Linked DNA regions of Mus musculus: all the other regions are linked to region 2. A link is a contact called in public HiCAR-type and promoter capture Hi-C data. All regions are on one chromosome and are shown on one strand. Each heading gives the region's core, a stretch centred on a gene start, on an enhancer-like site or on the middle of the called end of the contact. The rest is flanking DNA. Distances are from core to core; before and after follow the strand shown.

Region 1 (3,653 bases), core at 769-3,268, 2.8 Mb after region 2:
ACCATTCTTGAAGTGGACTACCCATTGCTTGATCTGTGTGTGTAAGAAGAGAGGAGAGAGAGAGAGAGAGATGTGCTGGGATTATGCTTCAGGTAGGGCATTCTCCTCTTCCATCTTGTGTTCATTTGCTTCCTGACTGATGGTGTGTGTGTGTGTGTGGTGTGTGCAGAAAAAAAAAAAATCATATATTCCAAGCCCCAAAGAAAAAATATCCTAATAGAAGTATAAGCCAAGCCCCAGGTAACAATCACCATGGAGACACTGGAGTAGCACATGAGCCGCAATGATGCTTACCACGCACAACCATGACTCTGACTGACCATCCTGTTTCCATGGCATGCTTAAAGAGTGAATGATGGACGGGGTACACTCCTCACTGACGTAAAACATGATTCATGTTAGCCAGAACCAACCAACCCCAAACTTGGAAAGAATGAGTCCCCCACCTGAGTGCCTGCTCTCCTCTGGGTCATTTCAGGAAACATTTGAGGCATGTTTGTGCTCTCAAAAATGTTCCCGAACCTTCCCTTCAAACTTCTCAACGTCTTCCTTGCCCAGGAACCACCTTGTGCTCACTACTTCTACTTCTCGTTTGGAATTATACAAAACAAACAAAACAGAGGATCGGACTTCATTCGCTCCTTCATTGAATGTATTTGCCTAGCATAAGTATTGTTAAGGACCTGCTCTGAACACAGAACCTTTCCCATACTTCTAAACAAAACAAAACAAACAAACAACCCCCCCCCCCCCAAAGAGATCATGATGCTCAAGGCAGCACACGCCTGAACTCCAGCACTTGGGAGGTAGAGGCAGGCCGATCCGGAATATACCACCATTCTTGGCCACAGAGGGAAATTCAAGAACCAAGTCTCAGAAACACAACAAACAAAGCAAAGCTACAACAAAAGAATCCTGTTCTCTAGGAAGCACCTGCTGGGGAAGAGACAGACTTAACTCCTAGAGGAAAGAAAGCACTATAAAATCAACTAGAGAACTCAATGAAATCTTTTTATATGGGTGTTACTGGGCCTTCAGTTCACACACTTGCCCCATGGGTATATATATAAGGTGCCCACCTCCAATTTAGAAGGAATTCCATCCTTCTTCACGGAATCAGTTCCTGAGCCTTAAGATTTTCCCCGGTAACAAATGAGAACCGCTGTACCCAGAGCGGCTTTGTGAGTTGCCCAGTCACCCACTTTTCTCCAGGGGGGAAGGAAGAAACTCAAGAGTCTCAAAATAGCCCGGTCCTAGTCCTTCAACAAGTGCAGGTTACATCACTTTACAGGGCTGGTTGTGACATCACTTCTAGACCTGAACGCGGCCCACCCCACCACTGAGAAAATGGAAAATGCTGAGCCGCAGCCTCAGGACTTTTTCATCTAGAGGCAATTTCTGTCTGCCTAAACCTGACTGCAGGGCAGGTGGGTGCAGAGCCCAGCAAAGAAGCCTTTGAAAGCAGGAACCCAGGCTCTGCAGGTCAGCTTGGAGCAAGTCCAAACTGGGTTCTAGCCCGCACACACCCCCGCCCCCTGGTGACAAGCAATCTGTTTATGGGGACACTTTTGTGAGGTTACAGAATCTCTGCAAGAGAGGGAGCGGGTTCTGGCCTGGTTTCTAGGTAACCCGCCACACCAAGGTGCACAAACACGATCGGACAGAGAAGAGGGGTAAAAAGAGAAGCTGGACGGCCAGGGCCCCCTCCCGGGCCGCCGTGAAACGCGCTTTAATTGCTTCAAAGAGCCCTTCTCAATGGGGTTTCAGAGGCGCGGGAGCGGGTCCCCAGCGAGGGCTCCTTTCCGGCTGGCCAGCATTCCTGGGCGCTGCGAGGGGAGAGCCCGCGGCTCATTTCCATGCCTGTCGCATACTGCCTCCGTTGTGCCGGGCCGGGCCGCGAGGGGAGCGCGGCTGGCAGCGAACAAAGCCCCATTCATCCCCGGGGACGGCTTCCTCCCGGACCAGCCGCGGCCGCAGATGGGCTGGCTCGGGCACGCCATCCATCTCCAGGCCGGGGAGCGCGGCCCCGCCCGCGCACAGAGCGGTGATGCAGGGCGCCCCCGGGCTGCCGGACCCAGGCCTCCACGGAGGGGGAGAGGCTGTGCGGGGACAGGCGAACACTGAGGCTTTTCAGTCGGGAAATCCCGTGTCCTCGCCGGCTCCTTGAGAGCGAGGATGTCAGTTTCCACCGCCCTCTTCCCCACTCCGGCCCCCCGGGATGGTACGGTCCGTCTTCCCTGGTTGTGAAGGGACTTTGTTTCTCCTCTGTGGCCTCTGCAGTCCCCACGAAAGGGTCACTTCCTGACTTTTGTGTCTCTTCAATTCAGTGCCTTCAAAGTTCCTCCCCTCTGGTTGTGACTAAGTACATAATTGCGAGGCTTATCCATAAGGTTTTCCAGAATTCAAACATCCCTCCAGGTTAGTCTGGGACTGTAGCTTTGCAATAAACATCTTTTGTGTGTGTGTGTGTGTGTGTGTGTGTGTGTGTGGTTTTTTTTTTTTTTTTTTTTTGTCTTGTTTTGTTTCCTTTCCCTCTCCCCTGCTGGCCTGCGGGGAAACGCACTTGTTCCACAACTGTTTGCAGACTCCATGCGCTTTTCCTTTGGTCCCACGTGTTAGACCCCCCCACCAAAGAAAGCTACAGAACTCTAACGTCAAACAGAAGTGAGGCTAGGTCACTTTTCCTTCACTCTGAGGAAGCCCCTCCAGGCTGAGTTTCACAGCCCAAGACAGAAACAGGCTCCAGACACATTCCTCCCGGGCGGATGCAACAGGGCATGGCAGGATCAAACAGCCACCAGACACTGGAGAGACTGGCTCCAATCTATCCATCTTCCAGATAAGAAACGATAAGATCTGAGAGGGGAAAGGATTTGTTCACCTCAGGCGGAAGCTGGTTCATCTCAGTAAAAGACAAAAACAAAACAAAACAAAACTCAAAAAACACAACAATTAAAAAAAAAAACCTTCAAGAAAAATTATTATTCACCAAGTCAATTTGCTTTTCTGCTTATACTAAAAGAGAGCTCTCCTCCAGTGCAAGGGAATTGCTCCTATGTTTCTTTTACTTCCTGCATTTTGAACACCACTGGCCTCTCTCCAAAACAGACCTCTTTCCTCTCGAGGGGAATGAAAACCTTCAAAATGTTCACAAGCAGATAGAGTGACTCTGCACTCGTTATTTCTGAAGGTATGGGGGTGGGGAGAGAAAATTCCAAGTGCTTTACACAGGGCCTCCCTAATTCCTCACAGTAGGCTCTGAACTGGATTCTATAGCTTCCTCCCTTTCACTGAAAAAAAAGGAAACAAAGCTGAGAGAGACTGAGATTAACATTTTCACATTTTCAGGGTCACACATAGGTTAAATGGCCAAAACTGACTCTGAGCTCTTCCAGGCAGAGACGTTGTTTACACAGCCACAGGGCAACAAACCCGGGTACCGGGAGGCTCTGGGCGGATACCAGGTTGCCGGTGAGAGAACACCTCATCCTACCCAGAGGGGTGAGCTGACAGAGGACTTGATTTACCCGGGAATGCTTCTTCCGGAATGCAAAGTGCTAAATTAATTACCACTCCCTAGGCTGCCTTAGCATTTTCTCTTCCAAGGAATGCTCTGGAAATAATAGTTCCTTGGTTTTCTGTCAGGGAAACCT
Region 2 (3,510 bases), core at 153-2,652:
ACCTTCTACAATGTGAAAACTTTCTTGTGAACCCTATGCTGGCCTCAAAACAGACAAGGCTAGCCTTGAACTCCATTCCCCACTGTCTTCACATCTCACATGCTGGGAATGAAAGACAGGCACCATCTCTCCTCCGCACTTTCCCTCTCGGTTCATGTGTTCCTGTCATTCTAGCTCTTTCTTTACATTCAAACTTTAAGGTATCAGCACTTGCCTGGACTGTTTTTGTGTTCTTTCTCAAACTGTGTACTTATCTGCATTTAGCTTTAATGCGGTTAAGAAGTCGGGATAGCCTCTCTAATATTGTATAAAAGGATGAAAATAAAGAAAACCAAGTTAACAGGATCCACTTTTTAGTTACCATGGCATATTCAAGTAACCGCAGCTATAGCCATAAAAGCATAAAATTAGGGGGGAAAGGAGGGAGAGACAGACAGACAGGTACAGAGAGAAAGGAAGGGAGGAAAGAAGAAAGGAAGGGCACTTTGGGTAAAAGCATAGGCCAGATCACAGCACTTTCAAAGATTCCAGTCATTATCCCAGGGACAATCAGAATTGTTTACGGGACACTGTAGGAAGACAAGTAATGTGAGCAGGTTTGCACCAGTGAGCACTCTGGAGCAATCTGAAGAACAGGCTGCAGGAGGGCAAGAGGAAATATGACAGATCAACAAGTCTTAGTGGGGAAGGCATCTTTGGGCGAGAGAGGTCCAGAAATACAGACAAACACTGTGTAGACATGCTGGGGCTAAGCGAATGGAAACAGTTTCTAGGCTTCTGCCCTGACAAATCTGCGGAGCCAGAAGAGGCGCGGGAGGGCTTAAATTTTCCCGCACTTACACTCTCAATAATTTCCTAAGAATTAACAAGGATGTGAAAGGCTACAGGCCCGGAATTGGCTCTGTTGTCTCCTAAATGAAAGGTTATAATGACAATTAACTGCCATAGAGCGATCTACTTGTAGACAGAGTCTTGTCAGAGTAATACAATTCAGAAGCACGCTTTGTGGTCTAACGAGGAGCGGCCTCTTTCACTGCAGCTTTTCCAATGTTTAACTAGCAACTTGCACGTACACAAGATATCAAAATCAATCCCAATCCCGGGCTTTAGGTCCTCGGCATCCCTCCTTACACAAGCGGGCACGCCGGGGCTCACCTGAGTGACGAACTCCGCGTTGATCTGGGACACCGTGGGGGCCACGATTTTCTTGGGCTGCGCAGGAGCCGCCATCGCAGCGATCGCCACTGAAGCTGACCAGAGGCTCGTAGCGGCGACTCTCGAAAGCTTTCAAGCAGCGGCGGCGACCCAGCCCCGAGGTGCCAGAGCGCCCGGCACAGACACGCTGGGCTCCCACGGTTCCTCCCGGAACCTGAGAAGTCCCGGCGTTCCCCGGAAGCAGAACTAGTGGGCCCGGAAGTCAAGGCAAGAGTTAAGCTTGAGCTAGAAAGTAGGCTGCCTTTACCTGTCTCTTTATTGCCCCCTAGTGGAAGGAAGAAAGATAACATACAGCGTGTAGGATTGGGTCATAGGGAGAGAGGGGGCTGAAAGATGTGTTGAATGTGATTAATAAAGGTGGGAGTTGAAAGAATAGGATGTCGACTTTATTTGAACGCTAAAGAAAAATATAGTAAAAAGCAAAACCCATACTCTTAGAATTTGAGGCACCGTGTGACTTCAAAAACTGCCTGGAAGTACTGATTGCCATACAATAAACATAAACCAAGTGTAAAACTTAATACACTTTGAAATAGTTGTCTATCTATTATTGTATCACCAGAATCATGGCAATGAGATTACCCAAAGCCATTAAAAGTTACTATGTGTCCTTCTGCCTTCAACCTATCACCCCTTTTTCTCACACAGTCTTCTACTATCATGGATCCTCTGGGTCACTGTTAACTACAGAATTTTATATAAACTTTATGCAAATTTGCAGAGGAATAAAAGAGAGATTGATCAGCGGTTAAGAGCACCAGGTGCTCTTCCAGATGACCTGGGTTCAATTCCCAGAAGCCACATGGCAGCTCTCAATTGTTTGTAACTCCAGGTCCAGAGGCTCTGACACCCTCACACAGACATACATGCACGCAAAACACCAATTCACATGAAATAAAAGTAAAAATAAAATTTAAAAAGAAACTATTTTACATACATTTTAGAATATGTTCTTTTTTGGTCACTCAAAATTATTTTGAGATGCATCTGTGTTGTTCATATCAGTCACTGATTCAGTTGTATTGCTAAATAATAGCCAACTTTTCAGACATACTACAATCCATAAATTTAGTAATATGTTGATATGCGTTTAGATTGTTTCTAGTTGCTGACTACTACAAGAAAGTCCTCTACAGGCGATTCTAAGTCATTATGTAGACATACATTTCCTCTGAAGCAACACATTCAATGGTGTATGTTTGCCATTTTAAGAAATGTCTGTCTTTCCAAAGCAGTTGTGCCTTGCTAACATTTGAGACTTGTGTTGTCTTCTTTCCCTTACCGACTTTTAATATGGATAGTTTTTAAAGTTGTTTTAGGCATACTACGTATGTGGTACATCACAGTATAGGTGTAATTCATGTTCCTCCAATGGTCCATGATGCTGAACTCACAACTTCTTGTGAGTTTTATGCTTTTATCCTCACTAGGGAAATAACTGTTTAAAACTTTAGCCTGGTTCTTATTTGGTCACTTATTTTATAATTCTTGGGTTAGCACACCCATCCCATTTACAAACTCATACATAGGTTGAACAGTTATCTCTAGTAAGTCCTCTCTAGAGGAATATAGGCAGTAGACTGGTACACCATTCTCTCTCTCTTAATTTGTGATATATACCCATCTGCCCAAAATGAGGACTGTGAAAGAAAATAGCTGTAGGTCTGGCCATCAAGTATATACATGTTGTAGCTTTCGTCCCTCCATCTTTTATGGTTTGTAGACATATAGATAAAAATTTGCTCGATTACAATTTTAAATGTAAAGCATTCTGAATATATAACTACCACTGACATGTTATTGCCAACTATGGCATCTATAAAACAGTAGGGCAGGCTTTCAAATGACTTTGATGATGACTCTTAAGATGCTGAAATCGTTATTTTTATACTTCACCATAACTACCCATCAGGCCTTGAATGCAGGTCATGGTGGAAGGACATTAGGAATTAGGAATGAGACTTGAGTTCCCGAGTCCTTAAATCTTCAGGGAAGACCTTGTAAAGACAGTGTGGAAACAGCGGTTGGGGATTATTTTGGGATGATACCTTTTGAGTGGTGTATCAGAGAGGTTGGAGTAGGTAACATGGAGGTGGGGATTTCTGCTGGAAGTAACAAAATCAAAGGGTGGAAAGAGCCAAGGGTGAGCTCCAGCAGGACCGATGTAATGGAAGAAACAAACAGTGAAGACACTTGGCGAACAGAAAGAGCACAAATCTATTCTAAGTAGTTAAAAGGTGTAAAAAACCACACATCAAAAAATACAGAAATAGGCTGAGTTTTAAAGGGGAAACT
Region 3 (3,798 bases), core at 1,248-3,747, 2.9 Mb after region 2:
TCAGTTCTGATGATTTCTGGGCTGCACAGGAGCCTCAGACAGCTGTGTCTCCTCAAAAGAGAAAGCTGCCTTTGCAAATGGCTACCTTTGTCCTTAATCATAACTCTGATGGTTATCACTGTTGATGGCTTACCAAGGGCCAGGCCATGTGTCTACTGGGGTGCACAGGAAACGACAGATGGTTATTTGTTGAATGACTGAACAATGCCGAGTGCTTTTCAATTAACCTTCACATGCCATCACTTTGACATGGGCTTTAGAACTTCTGTTTTATAAAATTATAGTGAGAACTGGACATACTACCACCTCAGAATTTGTACTAAGTGCTTTATGTGTGTTGCTAGCCCATCAATCCATATAAAAGCTCTGTGAAATAGATGCTTATTAGCCACATAAACTAGACAGAATTTAAGTGAGTTACTTAAGAACAGGCTCTGGGCGATCAAGCTCTCCCCTCCCACCTCAGTACTGGGGATTTAGCCGAGGGTTTCAAGTCTACCTCTTCCCACTCCAACCCCGGGCCTTCCACTACAAGGCTAGAACTTTGGCCCCCTTTTCATTTTAAATTTTTATATTGAGACAGGGTTTTGCTAAATTAAGGAGGCTAGCCTTGAACTGGTTCTGTAACCCAGGCAGACCTTGAACTTGGAATCCTCCTACCCCAGCCTCCACATTAGCTGCCAGTCTGGCCCGGATTTAAACATGAGCGGGCAAAGCCAGTTAGTACCTGGAGAACAGACTAGCACCTACACTCTGGAGTTCAGGTTCTTCACATCCTAAGATCAAGTTCAAAATGGTAGGAGTGGAGATCTCTTCCCACGCTCCACTCACTCACTCCTTTTTCCCATCCCCACTTGTTCCTAAGATGAACAATCCTGCAGACGCGGCTGGAAGTTATATAAAGAAACCTCAGTGATCCACGGTATGGGTTTTTGGTGCACGGCTGGCTGGGTTAGCGCCTTTATTCCTTCGTCAAACACACATTAGGCACTCTTATGTGCACAGTACTGTTAGCACATTAGTGTGTACTCATTCGGAGGAGAGCAGCAATTCTGAGGCTTCCTGGAAACCTTTGGCTGAAGAGTGACGGTTTCCTTAGGAGGCCCGCTGGACTTCTTCCCTTGGAATTGTTCTATCTCTCAAGGTGGCTGGAACAGGAAGCTTCCTTCCCCGGGGGTTAAGTAAACTTGAGAACAAAGTGAAAAGCCTATCGCAAAACCGCCTAGGGAGACGCCACAGGAACTTAGGAGCGCTAGGGAGTCAGTCCCCCAGGCCATCTTGTGTATAAGCTGACTTCTTAGAGACAAGATAATAGAATTTATAGAGCTAGGAGTTCCTAGCCCTCCGGTCACAAAGATCCCAGGCTCCAGCCCTCAACCTTAGAAGGTTCTTGTGCAAAAAAGATCTTTTGGGATGATTGCATACATTGTCCTCTGACAATGCAAACGTGACAGCTGCCTATCCAACAACCGTTCCGCCTCTGTTCGCCAAAGTTCGTGCCACACAGGCTTCTCCTGCGCTATAGTTATGCAACCTCGCTCGCAGCGGGAGTTATTTCCTGTGCTGCTGGATGCGCCAGATTCATGTAACCCGCCTACCCCGGGCTTCAATGGAAGCCGTTCTCCATTAACAAGCACTCGTGCTTCCAGAGATGAATGCCCAGCATTGCATGCTGTTTGCGCAGTGAGGATCGCGCTGCGAGGTATTGAAACCAACTCTTTCTACACACACACACACACACACACACACACACACACACACACACACACACACACACACACATCACACGCACACAACTACCCTTGTGCAAGAAGCAAGGGAACTGCAGCAATGCAACTAGAGGGACAGCAGGAGGAGCTCGCTTTGCAGTCCTGGCCTGTAACCCCCACTAAGAGATGAACTCATGCCAGTTCCATTCTTTGCAAGAAAAACACAACACACGCGCGCGCGTGCACGCGCACTGAGCAGTACGGAGTGGCCTCCCGATTTCTTCCCCGAGCACACGGTGTGCTGCCCGCTTGTCCCGGCAACCCGGATATCCCAGGCCGAGTAACGGGGACTTGAGCGTCGCAACAATGCCAGTCCCGGAGCAGCTCGGCTCACAGCTCCCACCCCCGCCCCCTTTCCTCGGCGTGCCAAGAGTTTGGAGCGCGCGCACGCACACGCGCGCGATGCAGTGCAGCGACATATCCCTCCGCCACCCTCCTCGCCCCGCTCCCGCTGCCCGACGATTTGGGAAGCGAGGGGAGGAGGGAACTACTTTCCTGAAACTTGTTATGCTGCCCACGATCCAGAGCTGCAGTGATTCGACTGCGGGCCGCGGCTTTTAGGTTTCCCCCCGACCCCTCAGAGGCCCCGCGCCTCCGGCTTGCAGCCGCGCCCCACGTCCGCCCAGCCGCACCCGCGCGAGCCCCGGCGGCCCAGAAGTCGCGAGGGACTACTTCGCCTGCCTCTCCCGCGGGCGCCCCCGGTTCGAGCGGCGGAAGGAGCGGGCGGCGTGAGCGCTTCCGCCGCCCCCCTCGCGGCTCCCCTCTCGCGGGCGTGAGGAGCGGGCCGCCGAGCAGCGCTGATCTCGGCCCTCGTCGCCGCCGCTCGGCACTGTGCCCTCGGGCTCCGACGCTCGCCTCGCGCCCTGCCTGCGGCCCCTCAGCTGGAGCGCGTCCGAGGCAGCCCCTGAGGGCCGACCAGGCGCGCCGCGCGGGCAGCCGGCGGCCAGGCGGGAGATGGTGCGCGGCACCTCGGCGGGACCGCGCCGCCTCCCGCAGCCAGCGCTCGGCTGCCCCCCGCCGGCTCCCGCCGCCCGCCCGTCGCCGCGCCCCTGAGAGCAGCACCGCCTCAGCCACCGGCCGCGTCCCCCTCAGCGCCCGCAGTCGCCCGCGCCGTCTCGGCTTCGCACTCGACCTCGGCGCGGCAAACCGCTGGGGTCGCCACGGCCGCGCTTGCTGCCGCCGCCCCCCTGCGGGGGTGGCCGGGCTGCCCGGCTCGCGGGGCACCGCTCCGAGTGAGGCATCCACCATGGTGAGGCCCCCGAGCCGCTGCCCGCGCGCCCCGCCGGCCGTCGTCGCCCGCCGCCCCTCGGTGCCGCCGCTGCCGCTGCTTCCCTGCCTGCTGTTGCTCCTCCATCTCCTGATCGGATCACGGTGAGGGAAAGATGAGCGAGGAGACGGCGACTTCTGACAACGAGTAAGCGAGCCCTGGCCTGGTTGAGCCCGGGGGGCAGCCCCCTCCCCCCAGCCCGTCCCGCCCGGGAGGTGATAGATGCCCGATGTGTCGGGCCATTTTCTTTAATGGCAGCACCCCTTTTCATTCGTGCATTTTCGCCTCTCTGCTTGGGGAAGGGTATCGAGTGCAGTGCAGAGGCGGCGTAGCAGTCGGACGTCTCCGAGACAGAGTAATAATGTGGGTAGCTCAAAGTGGAGTAGAAACTACCCTTTGCCTGCCCTTCACTCCGGCGTCAAACCCGCCCCCCCTCCCCAAACACCTTGAACATCCAGCCACCCTGCCTCTACAGCTATTTCGCTCGGAAACTAATGTGTGGGAGCACCTCCAGCCGCAAACTGCTCTTGAATCCTAATTCGATGACTCAGTGACTCCTAAATACCGATTAAGCCTTCGCCCCCCGCCCCACTTTTTAAACTTATGACCTATACTATTCTAGTAAAAAGATAGGGTTAGGGAAACATTTTAAGAATTAAATAGGATTAAGGACACCTGGAGTGTGGGCGATGTTGAGCTATTGTGTTTTTTTATTATTATTTTTTTAACCTTCGAGAGTATTGAACCCGTCTTAATCAAGAA

Evidence for each region. Promoter capture Hi-C pulls out the DNA fragments that hold promoters and counts their contacts. HiCAR-type assays count read pairs that join an accessible place to other places.
Region 1: a contact with region 2 is called in a HiCAR-type map of astrocytes, with 6 times the contacts expected there. The contact joins the enhancer-like site here to the promoter of Aqr in region 2. A contact is called at or near these places in 4 of 39 promoter capture datasets (the 3T3-L1 cell line, hippocampal neurons, liver and 1 more) and 2 of 115 datasets of contacts at active chromatin or transcription factors (astrocytes and embryonic stem cells).
Region 3: a promoter capture Hi-C map of liver shows a contact between it and region 2, with 11 times the contacts expected there. The contact joins the promoter of Spred1 here to the promoter of Aqr in region 2. A contact is called at or near these places in 8 of 39 promoter capture datasets (the 3T3-L1 cell line, the HPC-7 cell line, embryonic stem cells and 5 more), 1 of 484 Hi-C or Micro-C datasets (pre-B cells) and 3 of 115 datasets of contacts at active chromatin or transcription factors (astrocytes, embryonic forebrain and embryonic stem cells).

What each region holds. Positions count from the first base shown.
Region 1 is chr2:116,973,878-116,977,530 of GRCm38.p6, forward strand. No RefSeq gene overlaps it. Among named protein-coding and RNA genes, the nearest start is that of Gm46758, 59 kb to the left of the region's middle. Within about 2 kb of position 2,019, at least 300 of the 459 cell types and tissues checked have an H3K27ac peak or open chromatin away from gene starts, as enhancers often do. A contact at or near this core is called in astrocytes, embryonic stem cells, hippocampal neurons and 2 more, where this site is marked.
Region 2 is chr2:114,173,937-114,177,446 of GRCm38.p6, forward strand. Aqr (aquarius) reads right to left here and starts at 1,403. Exons shown (of 35, transcript NM_009702.3): 1 at 1,156-1,403. The coding sequence starts at 1,230.
Region 3 is chr2:117,118,574-117,122,371 of GRCm38.p6, forward strand. Spred1 (sprouty protein with EVH-1 domain 1, related sequence) reads left to right here and starts at 2,498. Exons shown (of 7, transcript NM_033524.3): 1 at 2,498-3,183. The coding sequence starts at 3,152.